3 separate regions of the Rattus norvegicus genome follow, and regions 1 and 2 are each linked to region 3. A link is a contact called in public Hi-C data. All regions are on one chromosome and are shown on one strand. The core of a region is the stretch at or near the end of the contact, and the rest is flanking DNA. Distances in the headings are between cores, read along the strand shown. Region 1 overlaps LOC102551351 (a long non-coding RNA gene). Region 2 holds the start of Zfand5 (zinc finger AN1-type containing 5). Region 3 overlaps Tmc1 (transmembrane channel-like 1).

What was found. Hi-C and Micro-C count contacts between places; a contact is called where the count stands out from the background.
Region 1: a contact with region 3 is called in a Hi-C map of the A7r5 cell line, with 5 times the contacts expected there. The contact joins two enhancer-like sites. A contact is called at or near these places in 3 of 12 Hi-C or Micro-C datasets (the A7r5 cell line, the Rat2 cell line and Schwann cells).
Region 2: a Hi-C map of the A7r5 cell line shows a contact between it and region 3, with 3 times the contacts expected there. The contact joins the promoter of Zfand5 here to the enhancer-like site in region 3. A contact is called at or near these places in 3 of 12 Hi-C or Micro-C datasets (the A7r5 cell line, Schwann cells and mammary epithelial cells).

Annotation. Positions count from the first base shown.
Region 1 is chr1:228,094,675-228,099,134 of GRCr8, reverse strand. The region is part of intron 1 of LOC102551351 (a long non-coding RNA gene); the gene reads left to right. Among named protein-coding and RNA genes, the nearest start is that of Zfand5, 96 kb to the left of the region's middle. Within about 2 kb of position 1,929, at least 5 of the 93 cell types and tissues checked have an H3K27ac peak or open chromatin away from gene starts, as enhancers often do. A contact at or near this core is called in the A7r5 cell line, where this site is marked.
Region 2 is chr1:228,191,278-228,195,747 of GRCr8, reverse strand. Zfand5 (zinc finger AN1-type containing 5) reads right to left here and starts at 2,983. Exons shown (of 6, transcript NM_001401398.2): 1 at 2,529-2,983.
Region 3 is chr1:227,773,511-227,777,678 of GRCr8, reverse strand. Tmc1 (transmembrane channel-like 1) reads left to right here. Exons shown (of 21, transcript NM_001415991.1): 9 at 1,213-1,311. Among named protein-coding and RNA genes, the nearest start is that of Tmc1, 97 kb to the left of the region's middle. Within about 2 kb of position 2,893, at least 3 of the 93 cell types and tissues checked have an H3K27ac peak or open chromatin away from gene starts, as enhancers often do. A contact at or near this core is called in the A7r5 cell line, where this site is marked.

The DNA.
Region 1 (4,460 bases), core at 680-3,179, 320 kb before region 3:
CAACTAAAGTATTAGCTATGGAGAAAGGAGACTTGCTATATCTTTGTTTGACTCCTGTCTGGTAAAGTTATTACATATTGAGTAATGGAGATTTTCTTGGTTTCTTTCTTTGGAAGGTATAGATGTTAGACGTCAGTTATAGTAAGATGGGCCACGGAGGCTTAGGACTCGCCCTGAATTATCCCTCTAGGCTGCTGGCCTAGCATTGGATAAGATCAGACCGGAGGGAGTGCAGCTGAAGAGGCATTTCTTGTTTAAGCCCACGGGCATATGAAACTTGCAGTAAACATACAGGTAATTTCTGTGTATGGCCCTAGTTTCTTCAAGGGCTTTCAGAATTAAACAAAAAAACAAAAACAAAAAACAAAACAAAACCGTCTTACTGCTTAAAGAGTCTTAAAGAAATGGAGATACACAGATACAAAACAAAAAAATAAAATTCTAAACTAAAATGTGTCTCTAAAACAGATATTCCTGGGTAGCTGGTTGGATCTTTAATTCAGATGTTGGGAGATGTCTGAGTTTGAGGTCAGCCTGGTCTACATTATAAGATCCAGAACAGCTAGAACTATATAGTGAAACCCTGTCTTAAACAAACAACAACAAACCCCCAAACCCAGAACCAACTAACCAGACAAAAGAGCAAAACCAAAAATGTACTTTTACAATGATTATCTTACATGCTCTCAAATGATGACTTCCCTTTTTTCTGAGGAACACACTTGCTTCCTGCTAAAATGACTCACAATTCCCTCTTTCTGATCAGCTTCTCCAAGATGGGGTTGAAGTTCTTCCTGTTCTAGAACCCTCCAAACGAGGACTTACAAAGTGATGGAGGGATGTAGCTAAGCCACGTACATGCCTAAGATGAAGATGTATGATGCCCTGAGTTTTCTGTACAAAGTTGGAAGTGCAGGCTGGGGACATAAAGGGGACATAAAGAATGTGTTTTCTAGCTCTCTGACTCCCCTGCCTCTCTTCCTCTTTTCTCTCTAACCCCCTTCGTCTTCTCTCCTCTTCACCCTCTCCTCTCTTCTTCCACAGGTTTCTGCCCCGCCCTTCCTCCCTCTCTCTGGCCCCCTCCTCTCTTCTCCCCTCCATAGCCCTAAATGAACTATTCTATACTAAAAAAAAGGGATGTGTTTTCTAAAAGACTCAGTGGACAGATTAATCTACACTTTCCAATTGGTACATTCCAGAGCTTATGGAGAAAAATAATGTTTCTGGTAACATTGTTTTGCAGATTTACTGTTGAAGTTAAAGCCTGTGAGAGGTTCCCAGCGATGCTTCAAAAGGTCCCTGTGCACCATCACCAGCTTCATTACAAATATCAGGACACAGTAATAGTTCCTTCTCTGTTTTTGTCAGGAGAGACAAATACGGTTCACATGGGTAACCCATTTTGACATCCCACCCCTACCTCTGTAATGAAACGATAACTTTTTAGTACTGGATGAGCAATTTGAAGACACTATTCCTCTCTAATACTAACTTGTACAATGCCATATCTCTTGTTGAAGACTGTGTTGACGAAATGGGTAGGATAGCTTGTGCTAACTTGGAAATGAGCCCCACATAGGCTGAAATGCCTTCCCTCCCCTCCCCTTCTGTCTCCTCCTCTCTACCTTCCTCAGTTCTTTCCCTTTCTATTCCTCCCCTTTTCTATCATCCCCCCAAGCTCTGTGGACTATCTGTGAACCTGTTGTGAAGGTCTAGGTGCCAGGGTGGAGCATGCACATGCATTGCCGAGTAAGTTCTGCCCTGAGTGAATTCTAAAATGCGCTTTCTTCTAAGAGTTACTATAATCTCTTTCTCCCACACAGAGAAAACAACTGGACTCTTTGTTGATTTGACTATTTCCTCTCTGAAACTGAGGCAGGGAGGGATAGGGGAATGACTAAGAAGGAATTCACAAAGGCAGGCGGAGGAAATTTAATTTTAGCTTTGAAAAGTTGAAGAATGCGACACCCCCTCCCTGTGGTAAGTTCTGAGAAGTGTGTGAATTGTGTCTGGATTACAAATGTGTCCCCAGATGGCACAGCCCTGCTGAGCAGGTAGATTAGCTCGAAGGGGCTGTATGCAGAAACAGCAGCATGGCCAGACATTTTTTAGAACTAACTAAAACCAAACTGATTCTCTGTGGATCAAGTAGAGTACTATCACTTCCCTTTCTCGTCTCTTTTGCTTCCTATCCATCCTCATCGTTTCTTTTGTGTGTTTATTATATAAACACATAGTTTGCGTGTGGTGTTTGTGTGTGTGTGTGTGTGTGTGTGTGTGTGTGTGTGTGTGTGTCTGGAGGCAAAAGCTGGCCTTCTGTGTCTTTCTCAGAGACTCTCCCTCTCCGCCTTCATTTTTAAGACAGGGTCTCTCACCAATCCAGAAACCTACTAATTCACATAGACTTGCCTCTATCCCCTTCGATGCTAGGGTTATAGATGCTGTCACCAGGGATCCGAGCTCAGTTCTGCATGCTCATGCAGCCAGCATTTCACTTACTGACCCATCTCCCCAGCCTCTACTACTTATTTAGTCTTGAGACAGGGTCATCTCATGTGTTCTATGCTGGCCTCAAATTCAGGATCTTTTTACCTTAGCTTCTATTGTGCCACAATTACAGAAGTTAGGCACCACAACTACGTATGTCAGTACTTTTTAAAATTTATTTATTTATTTATTTATTTATTTATTTATTTATTTATTTATTTTCATATGTATGTATATATTTAAAAACAACAGCACAGCATGCCTATGGTGGTCAGAGGACAAATGGCATGAGTCTGTTCTCATCTTCTGCTGTGCTAATCTAGGCACTGAATTCAGGTCATCAGAAACTTGCCCCCACTCAGTCATCACACCAGCCATATTAGTCCTTATTTAAATGTACACTTATTATAAAATTTTTTATTCATGTGGTCCCAGTTTGAACATTCAATCTCTGCCCACCTGCACAGACTTCTACCTTACCTGTCTAAACTGTCAATGTTATCTTTCTTTCTTCACTGCTTCCTTTCTTATATCAAGCTTAATTGTAGGCAAAATTGTGAACTCTCACTATCCAAGAATCCTCCAGGCCTGCATCCAATGTGCTCCCCAGTTTCTGTTTTACATTCTTCATTGTTATTATGTTATTTTCCCATCAAAATAATAAACATGACTCACTCACCCAGGTATTATTTTTCTATGAGCCCCCTCTTAATCCTTACCAAAGTGTTCAGATGAACGAATGAAACATCAAAGTGAATGTTAGGGAGGGACTGGTGCCACAGTCTTGCTTCCTCTGTCATTTGTGGAGCATTTGAAACAGTGGGAATGAAGCTTTGAGAAACACGTTACCTCCTTTTCCTGGGCCTTGGGTGTGCTCAGAACCTCTAGAAGGAAGGAAACATCTGGGTAACAAATATTAAAGGAGTCAAACTGGACCACACACCCCAGTATCCCTAAGAGGTAGGAGGGGTAGCTGGCTGCTGGAGTTGGCTGCTTGTTTAGCTCCTCAAAGATTTCTGCCCTTAGATGCATCTCACACTGACAAACTGGTAGGACTGGTTTGTAATAGCCAAGATCTGTTTGGGTGCAGGTGCTGTTGTCTTACAAAGAGGAGGAGACTTAGGCTGCTCATCCAAAGGACTGACAGATGCTGCCCAGGTGTGGTGAATATCCTCTGACATTCTGGGGCCCTTATGACAGGGAAATTGCTCTAGGCATGTCCAATGCCCTTAGATGTTCTCCACTGACTTTCAAAACTCAGTAACACCATTACAGAAAGCCAGCCCCAACCACTCGGAGGAGCAGCACCTTTCCTTATGCTTCCCGTGAACCCCTTTCTATGAGGTCTGTCGACATACTGCCTTGTAATGGGTCTTTCACCTGCCTTTCTCTTTGGCTCACTTAGTCGATGACTGATTATGCACTTAGACTATCCACTGAGCTGAACACATCTATAGCCCAGGGTGGATGACCAGCAAATGCTTCTTGAGTGAAAGAATGTAAGAAGTTTATCATTTAGTAAAGCAGACAGTGGAAAACTTATGCCATTGCAGGCCTAGACCCCAGAAGAAGCTTCTGGCAACTACATAAAAACAAAACTTGTCTTTGAACTAAGGTTGTGTTTGAAGGTCTCTGAATTAACGGAAATCAACAAGGTTATAGAGCTGCGCTATCAGTGGATGGAGGGCAAGGAGGAGAGAAGCTGACTCATTCCTTTGAGCTGACAAAGCACACAAATCACTCCAGGCAAAGGGGAGAAACAACGAGCACTCAGCTATGGAAGTCAGTGCTACAAAAGGGGTTTGAGCAGATGCCCTTCCTCTGGTCCTGAGGGTGCCCCGTGTCTCCATCTGGAAGTCAGTATCTGGACTGTGCTTCTTGTGGCCTCGATGTTGTGTGCCTCCACCTTCTTTAGGAAAACGCAACCAGAGCAGAAACACGGGGGCAGGTTCTGGCGTGCACCACTGTATGTG
Region 2 (4,470 bases), core at 1,734-4,233, 420 kb before region 3:
TGAAAAGAATTTTGTAAAAATTTAATGGTATTTGGTTAAAAAGAAACTATGGTCACTCATTTTTTTCTCCAACTACCACACAGTACAATACACCTATTAACTCTTTACCAAAATCAAAAAATGAAGGAAGAGAAGTAAATAACCAACGTGAGTGACCAGGACAGAATCCTTTTGAGTACCGGGTCTTGAACAGTTGAAGAACAGCAATCTTCCCTTTTTTTTAAAAAAAAGCACAAGAGCATCTTATTTTGAGCAAATCAAGAGTACATAGTGATTAAAAGCCACAGTTTAGAACAATAGTAGTAATTTAGTTGACACTGTCTCTTTAAATAGTGAGTGGAATTTAGCTGACTCATTTTAGAGCAGGGCAGTGTAAATATTTCAAGATTACTTGTGCAGTAAACACTTTTAGCTGAGGTTTTAAAATGTTGAGTGTAACATAAGCACAGGAAAACGACTGAAATAATAAATTTATATATCTTCATTTTCGCCATGCAATGTATTGACCTTTACCCTATGCAAAAAGTTGGGCCCTTTTCAGCCTGCTTAAAGAACTATGCTAATCTCATTTACCACACAAACTTCCAGAGACACTTGACATCCTTTTAAAGTCTAATGAGGGAAATTCTAAGGTCAACAGATCAGATCTACTCTTAGTTAATAAGAAAGCACTTTTCTTATGTTAATGAAGAATATCCCACCCAAAGCCTTCCTAAGAAAACACAACTCAAACCTTAACAGGTTCACAGAAAGACCAAGAATCAAGACTTTTTTTTATCGACTTCTTCCTTCTAGTAAGTCAGATTTTAAATGCCATCACATGTGCACAGCTTGCTTTAATATTTCTCTGAAGCTTAGATCACATGGGAGGGCGCTTCAGCCTGTCACAAGGCTGCAATGTGACAAGCTGAGCTGGATGGAGGCTCTCTCATAAAGCCTAGTCAACAGGGGCCTCTGAAATCAGCTTCTATTTATATCTCAGAGCCTGCCAACTCCTACACAACCCCAAGAACTAACCATGCAGCATTCATATATGTCACATAACAAAACAAAATGCAATTAAGGCCTCCAGGTTTTCCTAATGCAGGATCAGAGAACAGTCTCACCTTCAATCCACAATACCCAAGCGGAATAAATCATAAAGTAAAATGTGGTTATTAAAAGTGGAAGGAGGGAGAGTGTAGGCACAGTGGAGAAAGCACAGGGTCTCACAAACACTCCTTACATTTCATGACAACTATAGGGTGTTTGTTAAGTTTAGATATACTGTATTTCCCTTATATTCGGGGGTGGGGGGACGGGGACAAGTTGTTAGAAACTTAGTATCCATCCATAAACCCTTTAGGCACAGCTAGAATGTTTGTTTTCTTTACGTAAAGTTCACGGTTTTTCTTAGCTCATAGCTTAAAACAAACATTACTAGACTAAAAAAGACAACTTCCCAACTCAAAATCTGAAATGAATGAGTTTTTCTTTTAAAGTATTTCATAGCTGTTTCAGATGCACATGACGGTTAAAAATGTGGTTAAAAATCACTTCCTAACCTCGAGGTCAGACCCGAATTCTAAGCTCTAATGTGCCCCACTAAGCCTGACCTTGGGCAAGTCCTTAGTCTCCAGGTCTCTGTCACCTCTGCCGAATAGTTTTTTTTTTTTTTTCTTTAAAAGCTCCTTTCCATACTTAATAGCAGTCCCAGGTAACAAAAAAAAAAAAAAAAAAAAAACAAAAAAAATTGGGACAACTAAAAGAAATCCCTCATTTGGGACGGGGCACTTTAAAAACAAACTTAAAAGGTAAAAGTGAAAAGATTTTCAGCAGTTGAGGGATGAAAATCTCAACTTCAAAAAAATAAAAATGAGAAGATAAAATTCATTTTCATCTTACTATTCCCTTGATTACTAAACATCTATTTTAAGAATGGAGGCTTTGACCTATATATTATTTTCTTCTAATTATCTCAGGTAATATTCTTAGGCAGCTTCAATCGACAGATAACTTCTACCTTCTTTCAAAATACAACTACACCGAGTGCATGGAAAGCAAGCAAAATGTCAAGTTCACAAATGTTCACGTAGGAAACAAAGGGAGAGGCGCTCGACTTGCTTCCACGGAAAGGATTTTGAGGGAGAAGCTTAACCGCCTTGGAAAAGCTAAATATCCCTCCGGGAGAAGAGCCGTAAGTCCCGGTTCCAGCGATTTCGACCGAGTTCGGGATCCAGAGGTCCCCCATCCCCCTCGCAGCGCAGGCCGCGCTCCGGGAAGCCGGGTAGGGCCTGCTCCAAAAACCACTGAGTCATGCACTCGGCAGTCCCTCGCCGGAACAACTCGGCTGTGCAGGGAGCCGGGCGCGGCAGCAGCCGCCTCAGCCATTGTCTGGTCGGCCAGCCGGCCGGCCGGCCGACTCGCGCCTTGCGCCGCAGCACGCCGGGCATTGTCCCGGCCGGCCGGCTGGCCGAGTCGGGCCGGTCTTTGTGCTCGCTGATCGGGCGTGCTCCCGCCCCCGCGCCGTCCCGGCTCGCGCCACTTACCCTGCGGGGCCCGGATGCACTAGCGAGCTGGCGCGCGACGCCGGGCGGTGGGCCGGGCTGAGGCCTCCGGGAAGGGCTGGCTAGCGGCCGCCGCGGGCCCGGGTGGATCGGACCGCAGATGGAGCTGCGCCGGCGCCGCGGGGGCCTCCTTTGTTCGTGCAGAAGCACCGAGGCGGCCGAGCCCCGCCGCAGCTCGGGTGGGAGGGCGGCGGGGGAGGAGAAGAACCGCAGGCCGCGGGCTACCGTCGCTCCAGGTGCTCGACCGCCGGCGCCTCACGCCTCCACAGCAACGTCCCGGCCGAGCGAGGAGGCGCGCGAAGGGGCCTGAGCGCCGACAGGGCCCGAGGACGGCGCTCTTCGGGCTTCCGCGTTCGCCAGGGAAGCTGCGCGACTTCGGGCGGCGAGCGGACGACTGACGACGAGATGCACACAGCTCCACGATCCGGACGACTGACGCTCTAGCTCTGACCAGCGTTCGGGATCTGAGGGAAAGGGCGGCGGAGGCGGGGCCTGTGCGTCAGCGAAAACCCGGTCGGCACGCCTGCAGCGCGATGACGTCGCGGGGCAAGGCCCCGCCCCTGGCCTGCAGGCACCAGCTGGGGGCGGGGCCGCGCTTGGGGGCGGGGCGAGCCCGGAGGCTGCGGTCACCGTAGCCTAGTCACCCTCCGGCCCGCCGGGGCCTGGGTGGAGCTGCTGCGGCGGGTCCAAGGAGGCAGCGCTTCTATTTTTAACCCTATTGTCCGCCCTCAGCCTCCCCCGCCAACCCAGTTCTCACGCTTCGTCCCCAGCTCCGCTGGGGTCCCCTCCCCGCGGGACGGGAAGGTGCGGCCCGGAGGAGGCTGGCAGGGTTCCGGGTGTCGCCGCAGCTCCGCCTGCCGCCGCCCAAGGTCGCGCTGCGCTGCTGGCTCTGAGCTAGGACCGCCCACCAGCCCTAGCTCCAGCCCCGCGCCGCCGTTCTGAACTGTTAGGCCAACCTATAGAAACCCTTGGAAATTTACTATTCCAGTGAAGCTGGAGAACCGGGACAATCCTGATGTGATGGAGCCTGGGGACAAACAAGCCGGACCCCAGGCAAGGGCAAGGTGCTGGGTACCTGCCCAGAGCACGAACAGAAGAAGCTCCCTGCTGGCCTCCCCGCGGGTTCTGGGCACAAAATGTCTCTGCCGACCTTAATACATAAGGGCTACCTTAGCGGCAATTATGCACTTAGGTTCCTTCACTTCCGGTATTTATTTAAGAACCCTAGGCCCTTCTCCTAGGTACCTTAGAGTTGACCTTGACTGGGCCACAGGAACCTTATGTCTAGATTTTGTATTTGTGATATTGTGGGGGTAGTGTGGGGGAGGGGTGCTGCCCTGATGCTCCAAATCTAACAGCTTTCTGCACAGCAAGTGGGTTACCTGGTACATAATGTATTTTTAAAACCTATTTCGGGATTACATTGCTATGACCAAGTAATGTATTTGAAACTTAGTTCGAGTCATTGGTCCTAGGATCTTTGGGATTTATTTCTGTAAACTAGTAAATAATAAAAATAACTGCTACAATTTACCAACCATTTTCAGTGTCATCTATTTTTCATTTAGGGTCCCCTTATTTTCCACAGCAGTTTACTGAGAAAAATGTCCTGTCCATTTGTCGGGGTGAGGTAGTCGTGATGAAGGATGCTCTTGCCTGGAGCACTAGAGGCTAATGGAAACCATACTTATGAGGATAAAAATAACTTTAGAGAATTAAAAAAAGAACATAACTTATTGTCTGTCTCTCCTTATTCTTCCATTTGAAAACTGAGTTTTATATTTTATCTTGTTCAACGTAAACAACAAAGTCATTTTAAAGTCAGGCTGTTGATGCTAACATACACATCTGCCAAAAGCCTGATCAGTAATGGATCAGGTTAGACTTCATTCCTGCAAAAGCAAGAGTCTTCTATTTGATTTAC
Region 3 (4,168 bases), core at 1,644-4,143:
TGTAAGCTCTATGTGAAAGAAGCGGAAGACTGTTGGTAAGTCCTTTGACTCTCCTTTGAGATTATGTAAAGCACAGCACACTGAGGGAGTGAGCTGGGAGCTTTCTGCCTTTGGATACCTGGTCACAGATACTATAGGACACCTTGTTTCCTGAGCAATTATTTCTTACTCCAGAACAGGAACAAAAGAGGTCGAGCTCCCTGTGCATTAGCAGAAAGACCAGCATCTCCCAACCACATGATCGTACTTCATAGCTGTTTTTTCCAGCATCCCACCTAGTGTTGTTCTGAGGTGTGTGACTTGTTGTCCCAGATTTACATGTGTCCTTTCAAGCCAGATACTTTCATTACCTTTGCTCTCTAGGCCTTTGGAGTGAAGCTGTGTGGGAAGAAAGTATTTCCTGTTCTGGTCAAAGGAAGAAAGAAAGCAGCTAAAGGGCTGTGGTGGGAGATCATGCCATTCGTGCAGCGGGAATCAGGAGCGGCTAATTTCTAGCCTTTGTCTGGTCAGCCTCTGCATTCAGGCTTCAAACTATGTCCACCAACTTCCTCAGAGAGAGGAAAGTTCATTTTGTCTGTGAAGCAGCTTATGGTTGCCAAGCTATGGGGGCTGGAGGAGGCCTTCTGGGTCCTTCCTTTGACACTATTCTTGCCCTATTCTTAGTTTACTGCTCTTGGTACTGTTCTCTCCTTAGCCCATAGCACAGATTCAGGGCAGAAACCCTGACCTGGAGATGGCACAGATACCTCTGTACTCAGGATGTGAGTGTTTGCACCCAGTGGATATCTTCTGATTAATTACATGGCTGGTTTTCCTGAGGCTTCAGTTCTTTTCATGAACCCTCTTTCAATATCCTCTCTTAAGGGGAATCTCTCTTATGAAACCGTGGGTAGTACCATTTGGAGGAACACTTTGGTACTTTTCAACTAAATATTGTTACTATCGTGGTAGGAGTGAACACGGGGCTTCTTAGCAAGCCTTCTGGGGACTGTGGTTGGCCCGCTTTGCTCTTCATTCAGTGAATTCAGAGTGTAGGGTCTTTATATCCTTTGTTCTTAATTCTGGACTTAGTGAATTCCCAGAAAATGAGACCCCACATGGAGACCCAAAGAGTCTGAATGAAAAACTTTCCAACGTGTTTTTTAAATAAAACCGTTTGTGATCACATGTGGGGCTCAGATTTGCTTTAACTGCTCTTTTTGCTTTTTCTAGTACCTCTGGGGTTTACCATATGGCAGCTTACCTAGGAAAACAGTCCCAAGAGCTGAAGAGGCATCTGCAGCAAACTTTGGTGTGCTGTACGACTTCAACGTAAGTTTCTCCACATAGAGTCTGTAGAGACCAGCTTTTTTTTTGTTGTTGTTGTTACCCAGAAACTCTATGCTCCTTTACATAGGGTTAGGGTTAGGGTTAGGGTCTTAAGAGATATCCCTACCTCCTGTTTATAAAAGACTGTATGTGTCAAAGTGTGTCTCTGTGTATGAATAAGGTTTACACACATGATAAATATGATTAAATAGGAATATTGAATATGGACGAAAGATGAGCTCAGATCCTAAAGATTCACGTCAAATTTTCTTCTTCCCTTGAATAAAGAACAAGGGAATTATTTTCAAATGTGCTCTTTGAAAAAATCTTATGGGATTTTTGGTAGACTCCATATTAACTCCTTCGCCAGCCTACACAAGAATACACGAATACTTAATAGTCACTACTAAATTAAAAAGAAACACTTATGTACTGAGAAATATCAAATTCTACAAAATACTGAAAAAAGCACTAATTCACTATAATATTAAAATAAATAGTATTTTACTATAGCACTAACAGTAGTCTTACTCAACACCATAGTTTGCTGTCCTTGTCAACTTAAAGAGGGAACCTGAACTAAGGAACTGCTTCTATCAGATTAGCCTATGAGCACGTCTTTAGGGCATTTTCTTCATTTATGACTTACGTGGGAAAGCCCAGCCTACTGTGCATGATGTGGTCTTGGTAGGTGGGCTTGCACTATTTATGAAAGGTAGCAAGCCAGGTAAAGCAAGCCAGCGTGGTCAGCGTTTCTTCATAAATTTCTACTGCTTTTTAGTTCCTGCCTTCAGGTTCCTGCCTTGTGTTCTGTCCTGGAATCCCATGAGGATGAACTATAACCTGTCAGTTCTCCCCAAGTTGGTTTTGATCAATATTTTATCACAGCAACAATAAGTGAGTTAGAACGTTTAATTATTGTGGCACAAACTTATTGTTGCCTATTGAAAAATCATTTTGGGGTATGATTCAAGCCTGTGATGATGTAATTCTATAATTTCTTTTTAAAATACTAACAAGATCAGAGATGGGCAGAGTTTAGGATATTGATAATTTAATCAATTTTCTGGAGAACTTCAAATGAGAATTAAATTTTGCATATTTGATGTGATAAAGATAAAGACCCCTCAGATTGCCTCTTTATAGTCAATATGTGTGCATTTACAGATATTTTGGTTTCTAAAATTTAAGCTTCTTAAGATGAGAAAATGACTGCTCTGTATTCTTTTCAGTTCCTAATATGGTCTTCATTAAACTGGTAGATGGCTCTCGTGAACCCTGCTTTCTGTCTTCGAAGTTTGACTGTTTCTAGTTTTTTTTTCAAATAGATGAATCAGATGACATCTAGTCTTATGAGTCTCACCGAATAGCAATCCTGAGTAAGGGAAAGATTTTTTTAGATTGATGTGATGAAAACCACAGAAATAAATTTATGTGATCAGTACCAGAAGACAGAATTTTTATGACAGAATTCTAGTCTCTAAGAAGATACAGCAAGCTATTGAGGAAGCATGAAGCACAGAATCAGTAGTAAGTTTTTCATTTTTGAGTCTTAAATCACCCTAGTTGGCTATGTCATTAAAGTCAACATTGACTCATTAAATATAAGCAGCATGCACTGGCCTCACAAAAATGAATGCAATGTGGCTCTTGGTCTATTGTACTTTTTAAAATAGAAGTAAGATAGATTTGCCATGACTAGGGGAAGAAGAAGGGGATGCAGTAGTGACAGGAGATAAAGCCAATCAGCCATGGGAGATTTCAGGTAAGCGGCCACTGGCCACTTCCCTGACTGGGCCTGAGGTAGCCGGGGAAGGTTTGGGAATGCCCAGCCTTTTGAAGAAGCCAAGGCATTTAAAAATAAGCCTGTGTGTGTGTGTGTGTGTGTGTGTGTGTGTGTGTGTGTGTGTGTGTGTGTGCGCACGCGCACATGTGAGTGTGTGTTTTATTTGTGAATCTAAAGACAGTTCCTGGGTGGTGACACTGCTTTGACTGTGGCACTTGTGTACCTGCCCAGGAATTATCATTGGGCTCTCCTAAACCTTCCGCTGCTATCTCAGGCCCAATCAGTAAAGTGACCTGTGGCCACATACCCAAAATATCACATGGCTGGTTTGCTTTACCACTGCTGCATTCCATTCTTCTTCTCCAGGTCATGGAGAATTGCTCTGTTTCCTCTGCGTCCTACTTGCACAACTCTTAAGTAATCCCTCCCTGTGCTCAGCCATTAGCCATAGGCATCCTTATTGATTGATCAAAAACTGACTGGGGACAAGGACCTTTAGCAACTGGTCATGCAGATTCCTGATTGAATCAAAGCATTAGAACCAATTTGCAACAGATAGGCAATATGATGGGCTGTAAACCATATTAGCAGAACGGTAACAAGAATAACAACAAGAAGAGGGGACTGAGGAGTCCTGTTCAGGTGTAGTGCTTACTTTTTTCTATTGCAGTGGCACTGAATTAAGTAACATATAAAAGAATTTAATTGGCCTTGTGATTCCGGAGGGCTATAGTTATGATGATGCAGTGAAGGCAGGAAAACAGGAAGCTGGAGAAGCAGCTAAGATTACACATCTTGATCCATGAGGAGGAAGCAGAAATAATGTCTTTTGGAACCTCAAAGCCCATTCTCATTGAAAGCTGCAAGAAAGCTGCACCTTCTAATCCTTCCTGAACAGCTCCACCATCTGAGGATCAAGCATTTAAACATAAGAGACTATGGGGGTCATTTTTGTTCAAGCCGCCATATGTGATTAATTCTACTGGAGAAGGACTGTGTTTCATAGAATAAAGTTTTTTTTTTTTAAGATTTAAAAAACATCATCTCACCTTGAGACCTTAAAATTTTCAGCTT